2 separate regions of the Mus musculus genome follow, and region 2 is linked to region 1. A link is a contact called in public HiChIP or PLAC-seq data. All regions are on one chromosome and are shown on one strand. The core of a region is the stretch at or near the end of the contact, and the rest is flanking DNA. Distances in the headings are between cores, read along the strand shown.

What was found. HiChIP or PLAC-seq counts read pairs in DNA pulled down with a chosen protein or histone mark.
Region 2: a contact with region 1 is called in an H3K4me3 HiChIP or PLAC-seq map of bone marrow-derived macrophages, with 4 times the contacts expected there. The contact joins the promoter of Atox1 here to the promoter of Slc36a2 in region 1. A contact is called at or near these places in 5 of 39 promoter capture datasets (the C10 cell line, embryonic stem cells and second pharyngeal arch cranial neural crest), 15 of 484 Hi-C or Micro-C datasets (the 4T1 cell line, the HL-1 cell line, Th2 cells and 8 more), 21 of 115 datasets of contacts at active chromatin or transcription factors (the 230-238 cell line, the NIH/3T3 cell line, acute myeloid leukemia and 12 more) and 1 of 9 other capture datasets (adipose tissue).

Annotation. Positions count from the first base shown.
Region 1 is chr11:55,182,770-55,189,514 of GRCm38.p6, reverse strand. Slc36a2 (solute carrier family 36 (proton/amino acid symporter), member 2) reads left to right here and starts at 4,438. Exons shown (of 10, transcript NM_153170.3): 1 at 4,438-4,704. The coding sequence starts at 4,556.
Region 2 is chr11:55,457,446-55,464,389 of GRCm38.p6, reverse strand. Atox1 (antioxidant 1 copper chaperone) reads left to right here and starts at 3,182. Exons shown (of 4, transcript NM_009720.3): 1 at 3,182-3,302. The coding sequence starts at 3,297. It also overlaps the pseudogene Gm12235.

The sequences.
Region 1 (6,745 bases), core at 3,189-5,688:
TGGGGTGGTGAATTCCCTTTTAGGTAGAAGCCTACCTAACCCAAAGTCAACTCAAGTCAACTTCCAATCCAAAGGAAGACTAATGTTTGCACCAGTTTATATGATCTCAGATAAATACACACACACACACACACACACACACACATAGGCATGATGGACTATTGTTCAGCCATTAGAAGGGATGAGATCCTGCTGTTTGAGGGTATGTGGAGATCATAATGTTAAGTAAAAGGAGTCGGACACAGGAAGATAAATACCCCTGGAATCCTAAACTAGAGAGGAGAAGAGAGGTCAGTGGAGGCCAGGTAAGGCAGAGGAGACTAGACAAGGGAAAGAAATGGTAAGAAAGGAGCAGCATAGGATACATTTCCACTCCATTACAGAAGGGTGTTTATGGCCAGCCATATTATATTATAAATAGCTACAAAAGGATACCTTTAAATTTTTTTTGACAAGGTCTCATTAGGTAGCCCTGGGTGGCCTGGGACTCTCTATATACAACAGGCTAGCCTCTGGCTCAGCGTTCCACCTGCCTCTCCCCTCCAAGTGCTGAGATTAAAGATGTGCTTCATCACACCTGGCCAAGAGAACTGCTTCGAATGCCTTGTCACAAAGATATAATAGATGTATGAGACAATGAACACTCTAAGTACCCTGGGTTGCTCAATATGGAGTCTATACATATCTCAGATAACCACACCGTGCCTATGAAGATATACTGTTGTGTTTGTTTAAAAGGAAGAGAGTTGACTCTTGCCCGGAAGAGAAGTGCAACTCACAAGATCAGTGAATGAAGAAGGCACACACAGCCATATCTTAGGCCCCTTCAAACCCCCATCCCAGCATTCCTTATTACCTCCCTAGACTATCAGGTGCACCTCAAGATCCTATGCTTCAACCTGCATACAAGAATGAAAGAAGTGGGCTGGAGAGATGGCTCAGCGGTTAAGAGCACTGACTGCTCTTCCAGAGGTCCAGGGTTCAATTCCCAGCAACCACATAGTGGCTCACAACCATCTGTAATGAGATCTGATGCCCTCTTCTGGTGTGTCTGAGGACAGCTACAGTGTACTTATATACATAAAATAAATCTTTAAAAAAAAAATGAAAGGAGCTCCCCACACCACCTCAACTCTACAGTGTGTGTGTGTGTGTGTGTGTGTGTGTGTGTGTGTGTGTGTGTGTGAGTGTGTGTGTGAGTGTGTACATTTAAGTTGTACTTGGGGTCAGTAAGTCACTTCAGAGGGTAAAGGCATCTGCCAGCAAGCCAGAAGACAAGAGCCCAGAACCCACATGTAGAAAGAGAGAGCCAGTTCCTACAAGTCATCATCCGAACTCCACACTTGAGCTGTAGTGCACTCCTGCACACGTGCGCGTGCACACACACACACACCTCTTTCTAAAGTGTAACTGAGTTACATTCACTCCTCTGACCTTCTACTCAGCCCTCAGCTTTACAGAGAACGCCCACCCATGTGTCTCTGGTCCTCCTGCCTTTAGAAGTCATATGCACTCTGGCATCTACTTCATGTAATGAGGTGGTAAGGCTCAGAGTACAGCAGTGTCCTCTCCAGGGTTCCAACGGCTTTGTGGTGGTGCCACGCTGGAATCCAGCTCTCCAGATGCCTGGCTCCTCCTGAGTCCTCACCCTTTCATCTGACCAGTAGTACCACACACTAGGAGTGTACACCTTTGTCTCACCCAACAAGGTTCCTTTTGGCCATGATATACATGAAGGGACCCTGGTCAAACACCAGTATTCCAGCTACTCCTATTCAAAAGGTCTGAAGATTAACCCCAGATTCTTAATCAATTTGGAGAGGAAAGCAAAATTGATTTCAGCCCCATCCCCTGACAATCTGCGTGTACAGATCTCATTGCCTGGAGGGAGCAAAGCTCTTTCGACAAGATGAAATCTAAAATTAGAACCAAACTGTGGAATCCCAATTGCAGGTTCCACAAAGCAGCCTGCTACTCCACAGACCAGGAATAGCACCATGTGATGGTGCCAGACAAGGGAAGTTAGGACACTTTGCAAACCACAGCCGGGCCACAGTTGACTCAGGGCAAGGACATGAAGGGTAGGGCCAGCACACTTAACCAAGAATCAGTGTGGCGATCAAAGCTGCAGGCAGCAGGCCTGCTAGGATCTGGCTAGGGTGCAGCAGGGACTCTTCCAAGGGATGAGACCTCTGTCAAACTGTCCTTTGCCTTTTGGAGCCTCAGTTTCCAAGAAACAAAACAACAGTGCTCCCCCAATGAAGTTGCCAGTTTTTTTGTGGAGTCTAGCACATACCACTGGGGATGCAGGAAGGAGCAGGAAGGGGTGGGGGTGAACCTCCTCTTTGTAGCTTTAAACATTACTATTGTTTATCTATTTGCTAGTGGGATGGGGCGAGTAGGGAATCAGAGGACAATTTACAAGAGTTCCACCAGGTGGGCTCCAGGGATCAAACTCAGGTTACCATGCCGACAGCAAGCATCTTTACTAATGAACCATCTCCCAGCCTGGGGTGAGACTCTTTAGGAGAGAAAACAAAACAAAAACAGGAACTGGGAAGAGATAAATGGCTCAGTCAGTAAAGTGTTTGCTGGGCACTAATGGGGACTAAGCTTGATCTCCGAAACCCACACAAGAGCCAAGCACAGCTTCATGTGGCTGCCCGAGGCTATAATCCCACTGCTGGTGTCAGGGTAAGGATGCAGAAACCGGTGGGATTCTGGAGCTCACTGGCCAGATTTGCTGAACTCTAGGTTCAATGAGAGACCCTGTCTCAAAATAACACAAGATGGAACTGGGCATAGTGACACATGCCTTTTGTCCCAGCACTTAGGAGGCAGAGTCAGGCTGATCTCTGTGAGCTCAAGACCAGCCTGATCTACAGAGTGAGTTTCAGGACAGCCATGGGCTACATAGTATCTCCAAACCTCTGAGTGTACACACTATGCATGTATGCATAGGACACACAGACGTGCCACAAGTTCAGAATTGCACGCCGGACCCTAGAAAGAACCCTGGTAAGGGACAGGTCCTTCAGAGTCTGTCTTAGGTGTTCCTGATACCATGGGGGTGTTTTAAGCTACACTGTTGGCACACAGTACGGCCTCGGTAAATGTTGCTTTCTGAGGAGGAGATGGTGGTGGGGAGACTGGTACAAGAAGAAAAATGCTATAATTTGTAGAAGAGGAGAGTTTGGCTGGTTCGTTTACCCTGAGCAGAGATAATGACAGAGAGCAGAATCCCAAGAAGCTCCCGAGACCATCTTCCGGTCCAGAGCTCCAACCCGGAAGCCACATTGTAACCTTAAGCAGATCACACCCGGTCGCCCCTGAAGCCCCTGAACCGTGGCCTGCCCGGGAAAACGCGCCTGGGACTCATGCAGAATTCATTCCTTTCCTTCTCCCTCCATGGAGCCTTCAGAAAGTAAAGGCACCTCTTCAGCAGTTCTCAACCTGTGGGTGGCGACCCCGGGAGGGGGGGGTGCCACATATCAACTCTCCTGCATATCAGATATTTACGTGCCAATTCATAACTGGCAACAGTTTATGAAGTAGCAATGAAACTGTTATGGCTGAGGGTCACCACAACATGAGTCACTGTATTAAGTCAGCACTATGTTTGAGGAAGACACCGCAAATCCAGCTCTTACCTCCACATATACACAGCATGCACGCATGCATACAAACACACAGACAGGCCACGAGTTCAGAATTACACGTGAAACCTTAGAAAGAGCCCTGCTCTAGGTGAGGTGCCAGCTGCCCCTCCCATCTTCTTAGAGCTGACTGCAGGCTGGTAGGACCTGGGAAGCCTGCCCTGAGATGAAGACAGGAAGGCATTTTTTTTCAGAGACAGAAATGGGTACCCCCTTAGCGGAGTGTGTAATAAATAGTTCGGCTCTCGTCATTAAAATTATCAGGATAGACTGGAAATAAGGCTCAGATGTGGACTGCTTGCCTAATATGCTTAAAGGCCTGGGTCCTGCCCCCAGTTCTGTATAAAAACAGATGCGGTGGTGGACACATCTGTAATTCCAGCACTCAGGAGGTAGAGGCAGGTGGCTCAAAAGTTCTGGATGATCCTTAGCTATCTAATGAATTACAGGCCACTTTGGGCTACAGGAGATCCTGTCACACACGAAAGAAAGAAAGAAAGAAAGAAAGAGAGAGAGAGAGAGAGAGAGAGAGAGAGAGGAAAGGAAAGGAAAGGAAAGGAAAGGAAAGGAAAGGAAAGGAAAGGAAAGGAAAGGAAAGGAAAGGAAAGGAAAGGAAAGGAAAGGAAAGAAAAGAAAAGAAAAAGTTAACTGCACTGTGGTTGATTGGGTAATATCAATAAAGCTTATGGCTCTCTTCCCAAATCCCTCCTTCCTCTCTTTCTCCCGCTGGGTTTCTTTAAGCAAGAGGAGGCGGGGTGTCCATGCAGGTGGGCGTGGTCTCATTCCAGCCAGGCCAGAGCAAGCTCTCCGGTCAGATCTACTGGGCCCAACTTGCACCTGCACATACACCTCCTTGATTGCCCTCTCCCTACCTTGAGCTTGCCCTTTCTGAAGCCATCATGTCTGTGACCAAGAGTGCCAGGAGTCCGCAGGTAGCCACCCCTCTCAATCTGGACCTTCCTGAGAGTGCCAAGAAGCTGCAGAGCCAGGATCCCAGTCCAGCGAATGGGAGCTCTTCAGAGTCATCAAAGAAGACCAAGGGCATAACGTGAGTGCAGCTCCCTCCCACCCCACGTCTGCCTCCATCAGCTTCCAGTCCGGATCTCGAGGTGGGCATGTCTGACCCTCAACCCACTGTGCAGCTGGGAACACCAAAGAGGAAAAAGTGCAGTCAGGGTCTGTGTCAAATAGGACGTTCTAGCTAGGGGCACGATTAGAATCTGAAAAGTCCTGAGAGGGAAACTGAGACCCAGCTGCTTTAAGCCACATGCTAAGATTTATTGGAAGGAAGGGGGCTAAGCACTTTTGTTAAAGTCAGTTTGGGGCTCTCAGTGTCTAGGAGGGAGGCAGAACTTGGAGGGAAGCTGGGGTCAGTATGTAAACCACAGTGGCCTCAGCCACAAGCAACAAGCAAGCCTCTCCCTGTCGCAAGCCTGGGTCCTGCTGCCGCTGGGGCTGCCATGGTACTACTCAAAGAACAGCACGTGGAAGCTTCTAGTGTCTTCCATTTCCCAGAAGATGGATTCTAGAGGAGACATTCGCAAAGATTTTTCAGAACACGACAAGCTACAGGGCTCCAATACCCTCCTCCTCCTCCTCTTCTTCTTCTTCCTCCTCCCTACTTGACTTCACTAACATAGCAGTCTAGCCAGCCCAGGCTCGTGCTTTAAGGAGCAAGTTTGACGTCATCAAGGTAGTAGGGAGTGTAATTAACAGAGGACCAGAAGGTCTGGGTTCAGGTGGAAGCCCTGTCCTTCTCTTCCCTGAAGCAAGTGTCCTCATATGGAAAGCAGGGAGGAGCAGATACGACCTAGTATATTAAAGGATGGACAGACAGACAGAGTGGGGAATGTGTGGCAGAGAGGGAGAAGGTGCTGAAGGAATGGGTACAGTCTCTCTCCACACTGCATACAAGACACTGCAGGAATGGCCTCAATGGCTCCTTTGTCCCTGGGTCTGGTCCTGGGCTTCCTAAGTGCTAGAGGTCACTGAGTGAGCTGCTGAGGCCCCTGGACCACCCACAGCAGAGCAGGGTATTTTTCAACTTTGAGAGAACCAGCTGACTCTTGTGTCCTGGATGGTCAAGGTGGCAATTTCAACTCCTTAAAAATCAAAAGAATAAAACAAGAGAGAGTCAGAGCGGAGCCTGTGGGGCTTGGAGACAGGGAGTCCAGGCTGGGAAAGCAGGCAGGGGATGGAGTCTGGCTGTCTGGGTTCAGTTCCCACTCGCCAGCCCGAGAAAGTCTAGAAATGATGGCTTGCTCCTCCTAGTATGGCTGCACCTTCTATGTGAGCGCGAGCTGAGTACTTGTGTACTCTTAGCTGCTTAAAAAGTACTTGTGATGGTGGCTCCAGGTCACCAAAGGACCCGGGCCTCCTGGCTCCTGGTCCAAATTTTTGCATGGCTCGACACACTGCAAGCTGACCGAACAAACAGCTACAAGCTAATTCTGATTTCCTAAGTCCTTTAGTTAGAAATTTCCTAAGTGACCCGTTGACCCCTTCCCAGTTGCAAAACAAGCCCATCGCTGGGGGCTGAGGGTGTAGTTCTCTGTCAGCAATGTTGACACCCACAGGGAGAGAGACAGGCACGCAGGATTCTCCACCACCACCCCTCCTCCAACTGTTCTTTAACTCCCGCCAGTCCATGGGCAGGTCCTCCAATGCTGGAGGACTTGGGGGTTAAAATAGAGACCAGGAGTTGAGTCAGCTCTTTCAAATTTTTTTGTTATTCTTAACATTTGCAGAGGCGCTACAGAGCCAAACATGTGCCCCCACAAAATGACAGAGCCGGATAAGTAGCAGCCTTGGGTTGTAATCCTGGGTTTGTCTGATTCCAAAATCTAGGCTCCTGCCAGACTCCTGTCTCTGCTTCCAGACGATCTCTTGGCTGCAAGGGTTTTTTGGGGGAATTTCTAAGGTTTCTGGGGGTTTGGATAAAAGCTTAGCACTGTGTGTCACAAGGTTGGAATACAGAAACATCTAGAAGAGAGCTGGGATATTTGAGATTCATTGGGAGAGAAAGTCCCAACTTGGAATTGTTCTCCCCTAATGACCTTGTCCTCTAGATCAACTTCACATCTGTCTAA
Region 2 (6,944 bases), core at 1,933-4,432, 280 kb before region 1:
TCAGTGCGTAACACACACACAATAATATTTACAATTTTTTATGGCTTTTTTAAAAAGTTTATTTATTTTATGTATATGAGTACACTGTAGCTGTCTTCAGGCACACCAGAAGAGGGCATTGGATCCCATTACGGATGGTTGTGAGCCACCATGTGGTTGCTGGGATTTGAACTCAGGACCTCTGGAAGAACAGCCAGTGCTCTTACCCACTGAGCCATCTCTCCAGCCCCTACAATTTTTTAAAAATTATTTTTTAAGAGTCCCTGTGGCCTGTCAGTCGCGTGCAGGGAAGATTTGTCTTCTAGTCACACCGAGCTGGTCGCTGGGTTTGTCAAAGGACATCAGCTGCAGAGTTTGTGATTTGGGTGCAGATTAAAGTCATGGCTGGTCCAGAAAGTGATGGCCAATTCCAGTTCACCGGTATTAAAAGTATTTCAACTCTTTCACCCTCACAGGTAGAATAAATTGTGTCCCGGCCATATACGGAGGCATTGCTTTGTTGGTCTTATACTTCAAGTTAAGGCCTAAAACAACTCTAGCTGTGAAAGCAAGAGAAATGGACTTGGAAATGTCTGACCTCATCTGTTAAGTCCCGTGCCTGAAGGAGCTGATGTGAATCCACTATGTAAAACTCAATTTGTACAAGAAATTATGAACCTGGAAAAAATATTTTTTAAATTTAAAATTAAAACCTTACATGGGTGGAGGTGGTGGCTCACGCCTTTAATCCCATCACCCAGGAGGCAGAGGCAGGCAGATCTCTGAGCCCCAGGGCAGACTAGTCTAAAGACTGAATTCCAGAACAGCCAGAGTTATACAAAAGAAACCCTATGTCGAAGATGGATGGATGGATGGATAGATAGATAGATAGATAGATAGATAGATAGATAGAATAACCTTTTCCCTTGTTCTGAGAGGCAGTCAATCAATCTAGCAAAACTTTAAATGGCAGACAATTCCTCACATACCAATTTGTTCTATTTTTAATTTTAGGGAACTGTGTGTGGTGACATCGCAACACTAGGTGCATTAAGGCCAGAAGCAAGCTGTACATCATCAGGTGAGGACTCTCAGTGAGGCATGTCAAGGGCAAGTAAAGAAAGTTGACTTCAGGAGATGAAATAAAGATGGCTTCCCTTCCCCCAGAATAAGTCTGGGGCCATCAGTGCTCAGCACTAGCTCCGTGGCTCTTGCATCAGCCTCTGGGACATTTCTGTCATGGACAGCTAGACGGAAGGTCCTTGTTCTCTAGAAGTTATGTGGAGTTGGAGCAAGGAGGCAGAGAGTGGTATCAGTTCCCTTTGGGGATATAGATGCTTTCCCAGAAGCCTCCCAGCCAGAACGTTCTGCAGGGGGACCTGTTTCTCGGACACTTATGTCTTAACCTTCTGGACAGTTGAATCTTCTCACATCCATCACACTTTTGTATCAGGGTGAAGGGTTATTAGTGCTTGGGACATGGTGTTTTGTAGTGTAGACTGGCTTTGAACTTTCAGCAATCCCCCTGCTTCCAATTCTTTTTGTTGTTGTTTGTTTGTTTTTGTTTTTGTTTTGGGGGGGTTGAGACAGGGTTTCTCTGTGTAGCCCTAGCTGTCCTGGAACTCACTCTGTAGACCAGGCTGGCCTCAAACTCAGAAATCCGCTTGCCTCTGCCTCCCGAGTGCTGGGAGCAAGGCGTGCACCACCATCGCCCAGCCTATTATGTTCTTACATTTATTTTATTTTAGTTCATTTTATTTAAGACAGGTTCTCATGAGGCTCAGACTGGCCTCCAATTCATAAATCCCCTGCCTCAGCCTCTGGAGTGTAGGGGGAATGCTTGTTTTTTTTTTTTTTAAGATTTATTTATTTATTATATGTAAGTACACTGTAGCTGTCCTCAGACACCCCAGAAGAGGGCATCAGATTTCGTTACGGATGGTCGTGAGCCACCATGTGGTTGCTGGGATTTGAACTCGGGACCTTTGGAAGAGCAGTCGGCGCGCTCTTAATTACTGAGCCATCTCGCCAGCCCCGGGAATGCTTGTTTATAGACACATGTGTGCCACCCTTACCCCATCCAGCTAGTCTTAGATTCTTAGGCTTTCCCCTGTTAGCCAACTTCTTATAACTTTTATGTTCAAATTATAGCATGGTTTCAGACTGAACCCATCCTGACACACAAAATGGCAGATTGCCTACTTAGTTTAGGGATCTCCTCTCAGCCTCCAGCTCAAGGACACAAATGGCTGGTAGAGGAGATAGATCCAGTCGGTTGGTCCTTCTGGCACTCTTGAGGAAGCCAATCTTCTTCATGGGTGTCAGTTACCCATGCAGTAACTCGGTTTACTGGGGCTGCCATAATTGGGTGGGAAGGACGCAGTCTCATGGGTTTTTTGTTTTGTTTTGTTTGTTTGTTTGTTTGTTTGTTTTTTGCATAGCCCTGGAGCTTGCTCTGTAGACCAGGCTGGCTTTGAACTTAAGAGATCCACCTGCCTCTGCCTCCAGAGGGCCAGGATTGAAGGAAGGCATGACCACCACCTGGCCCAGCTCTGCCTCAACTTTTCAAGCACTGGGATTACAGTTGTGAATTTATCTACTATGTGCCTTAAATTTGGATTTCTTTTTTAATATGTTTTTTCAGGAAAGGGTCTCAAGAAGTCCAGGATGCCCTTGAACTTTGCAGCCGCAGTAAGCCTTGAACCCAGAAATCTTCTGCCTCAGCCACGTTAGTATCCGGGTCAACAGGCCTGGCGCCCTAGGTCAGGCCACTGTAGTTTAGGGACTGAGTTGAGTGGTAAGCAAGAGAGATGGTCCCTTTAGGGAGATGCCAGATCTTTTATTCCCAGAGCCTTGGCCTTGCATTCCCTAGCCCTGTTTCAGAAATGACCCAGCAGAAAACGCAGGTCTGGCCTCCACAAGATAGCCTTAGCTTGACCTCAAAAAAGCCTGGCCTTTCCGCGTCCGGAGGGGCGTGACCTAACCCAAAAGAGAGGCGGGACCTAGTGAAATATTCATATCGAAAGGCACGGTAAGCAAGAGGAGGCCAGCCCAAGGGAGGAACCTAGCTCTAACTGGACCGGAAGGGACAGGGAATTTAGCAGATCCTTCCTCAAAGGGCCGGGCCTTGACGAAGCTAGCCCCGGAAGAGGCGGGGCATAAGTGGAGCCCAGCCCTAGGGCGGGGCCTGGCCGAAGGATGGGTTGGCCTGAGGGCGGGGCTTTCAGGAGCGCTCTCCGGAAGCGCAGCTTTGGTGTCCGGGAGAGGAGTTCCAGTCGTCGTCGCCGCTGCCACTGCCCGTGTGTGCCGCGTCAGTCATGCCGGTAAGTGGCCGTTCGACCCGCGGGAACTTCTGTCTCCAGCCCGGATGCACTGTTTCCGAGCCCGACGCTGCTGTCAGGGCGCAGGCCGTGGCCAGAGCTGCAGTCGTTTCTCAGTTTACCTTCCGCACGGTCCTCCGGCTTCGGGACCCTCCGGAAAGCTGCAGAGAGCAGTGTAGTGCAGAACACAGGCCTCCGGATCGCCCTAGAGAGTCTTCGAGAGGCAGCCCCATCCTTTTCTGCATAATGGGGAAACTGAGGCAGGGAGGTAGGGCAGAGAACCCATATAGGAATGCGGGTACCTGGCCTTTCCACATGCATACCCTGCCGCCTGCAGGCTTTCCAGAGAAGCATGTCTCTGTTCATCTCTCCTGCCCACACTGCCCTGCTTCCACTTCAGCACTGGGCCGACAGGGTACTTTCTTCCCCAACCAGGAATCCCAAAGCTCAGAGCAGAGTTTAAGGAGCCGAGAGCAGCGCTTATCTTGCCTTTGAAATCACCCCACTCCTTTGCATGGCGGCTTCTAGTCTCATTGCTTAATTTAAAATGAAGGCCTTACATGAGGCCTTGGCACATTACACAAGAAGAGAAGAAAAACCCCAGTGCTTGCTGGAAAGCGTTTATTGTTGGGAGCTAGCTAGGTAGGTAGGATACAAGATGGAGCCAGACCACCTGGGAAGTGCTGGGCAAAACCAGTTGTACTTGTTTGGGGGCAAGCTCTAATCTCAACTGAGTTCCGGAGATGCTGGTCTAGAGTTGTGGAGTGGAGAGCATTTTCCTCCCAGTGCCTCTCAACCCAGAGGTCTCCCAGGAGTATTCTGTGTTTTAGCAGCTTATCTTCTGGGAATGAACCTGAGGCTTCTTCCTGGTACAAATCCTTAAACCTCTCAGGTGTCATTCTTGTGGTTCCTGCCCATTGTCTTCAGACCCTGTCTGCACAAAGCACAGACCAAAAAAAAAAAAAAAACTTGGTAAAGTCCATCCTGCCAGTCAAGCTAGTCCATGTGACAGACTCCTTGGTGACCTCAGGATTCCAGAGTGGAGGCTGCCCGGCTGCTCTTCAGAGGGCAGCAGTGAAGGAAAAAAATAGCTTGAGGGCCTCTCTGTTCTGTGTCTGCCTCTGGGGACACAGGATTTAATGGGAGATGAACAGGCACCTTATCAAGACAAATTGCTAAGTGCAGGGAGGTATTGGTCAAGTGCTACCTCCAATCTAGCCAGGGAAGTAAGTCTTACCCAAGATAGTTTGCAGACCAAAGCTTAACCCAGAAACCTGAAAGTTTGCCCTTGGCTTGCCAGCTGGGCAGCCTCAGGCAAGTTGTTCTGCCTCTCTGAGCCTTTGTCTCCTCATCTGTAAAATCAGGACTGAAAACAGACCTTTCAGGACTGAGGTTGGTATTAACTGGAGTTATATCATCATATTTAACACAGCTAGTGACCCATCTGTCCCCAAGGAGTAGTGACTCTTATGTTGATGTAGGTCGAGTGGGGTAGAACTGGGTAGGCAGGCTTCCACTCCAATTTAACATGGGTCTCACTGGTTAAAAGTTCAAGTCTTGTGTCCTCTCTCCAGCCTAGGCCTTCCTACTCATGAGCTGTGTCTCCTGGGGTCAGTATTTAACCCCGGAGCTTCAGCCTTCTGATCTCTCACAAGGTAGAGTTTCCTGGCTTTTTGAATCATTGTAGCGATTAAAGGAGACATAAAGGAGACAGTGTAACAAGGTGTGAGAGAGTCGGGCACATCAGAGATGTGCAGATACTAGTAAACAGGACTCTAAGACACCAGTGTTCAAAGACTCAGCGTCCTCTAGAGGAATAGTGTCCTCCTCTTCCTCTTTCTCCTCCCCCTCCTACTCCCCCTCTATTCTCACTCTTCCAGTTCTAGTGTCTATAAAAGAATCATACCACTTACTGGCTTTCTGAAGTAATTAATATATATAATATAGTAATACAACAATATGTAGTATAACAATATATATTATACTTATGAGGATTCATTTTGTTATTATCGTTACCAAACATCACCATAGCCCAGGTTGGCTGTAAGTGAATACCTAGCCCAGGATGACTCTTAAACTCATAGCAATCTTTCTGCCTTAGCTTCTCAAGGGTTGGGTTTGCAGAAGTGAGCTGCCACACCTGGCTTATGGTTTTGTTTTGTGGTGCTAGGTGTTGAATCCAGGGCCTGTGTATACAATGTATGTGCTCTGTCACTGAGCCTCAAACCCAAGACCTAAAGAAAGGATCCTGGGGTCTAGTGGCCCTGGCGAGACACCCAGAAGGTGGAGCAGTTTAGGGAATACCCTTGTGAAGACTGGATCACCCTGTCCCTTAAGCCAACTCTGTGTCATCATGTTTAGTTGCACAATGTGTAGGCAGAGGTAGGGAGCTCTGAGCTGGAACATCGGCCTCCTGGAGCGGACCCCTGACCTCTGACCTCTGTGCTGTGAAAGAAGTCCTTTCCTGCCGTGGTCCTCAGTTTGGAGCTCAGATAACTGTTGACTTTAGCTCCTTGAGCAGCAAAAAATTATCCTCTGAAACTCCATTTCAGAGCTTCTTCTGAGAGTAGCTTGTGGAGCTATGCTAAGATTTGCCTGGAGCAAAGAAAGCCTCTCTCCCCTAGGGCCTTCACACCCATGACCTCATCACCTTAGTGAATCCTGAGCAGAAGGAAATGAATGCTTCTCTTTTCAAGCTAGAAAAATACTGCAGAAAAGGGAACATGAGGGTTGCAGGATGGGTCAGGTTGATGGCCTCTGACATCCCTGGCACACACTCCCACATGCAAATAAGTGAATAATTGTAATTTACTTGCTACGTACTATCTTGTAGCTTTAATTTTATTTGTGTGTGTGTGTGTGTGTGTGTGTGTGTGTGTGTGCGCGCGCGCATGCCACTTGTGTACAGAGACCATAAGAGAGGGCTTCAGATTCCCTGAGAGTGGGAATTACAGTGGTAACTGTAACATCCAACATGGTTCGGGAAACTCAGGTCTCTGGAAGAGTACAAGCAGTCTTAACTACTGAGCCATCAGTCTAGCCCTATTTTTTTATTTTTTGCTTTGCTTCTGAGACAGGGTTTTCCTGTGTATCCTGGAACTCACTCTGTAGACTGGACTGGCCTCAAACTTGGAGATCTGCCTGCCACTGCCTCCAGCGTGCATGGATTAAAGACATGAGCCCACACCCCCCCAGTTTTTTTATTTTTTTAATTATATGCATATACCTGTGTCAATGTGTGGGTATGTGGGTATGAGTGTGGGTGCCTGTGGGGTCCATAAAAAGGCATCAGATCCCCCTGGAGTTATAGTTACAGGCTGTTGTGAGCCTGCTAATGGGGACACTGGGATCCAAACTTGGGTCCTTTGGAAGGACAGTATGAGTTCTTAACTGCTGATTCCTAATCTTCACAAAGGAACTACAGAGGGCCCATGTCTATATTCCTACCATCACATAGCAGCTCATAGCTAGCTTTAACTCCAGTTCCAGAGGATGCTATATCCTCCTTTGAGTTCTGTGAGGTCCTGCACATACCTGGTGTGCATAAACTCATGAAGGCACACACACATATACACATAGACATAATTAAAAAAAAAGTATGCTGGATATAGCGATGCATGACTTTAATCCCGCCTCTGCCTCCCA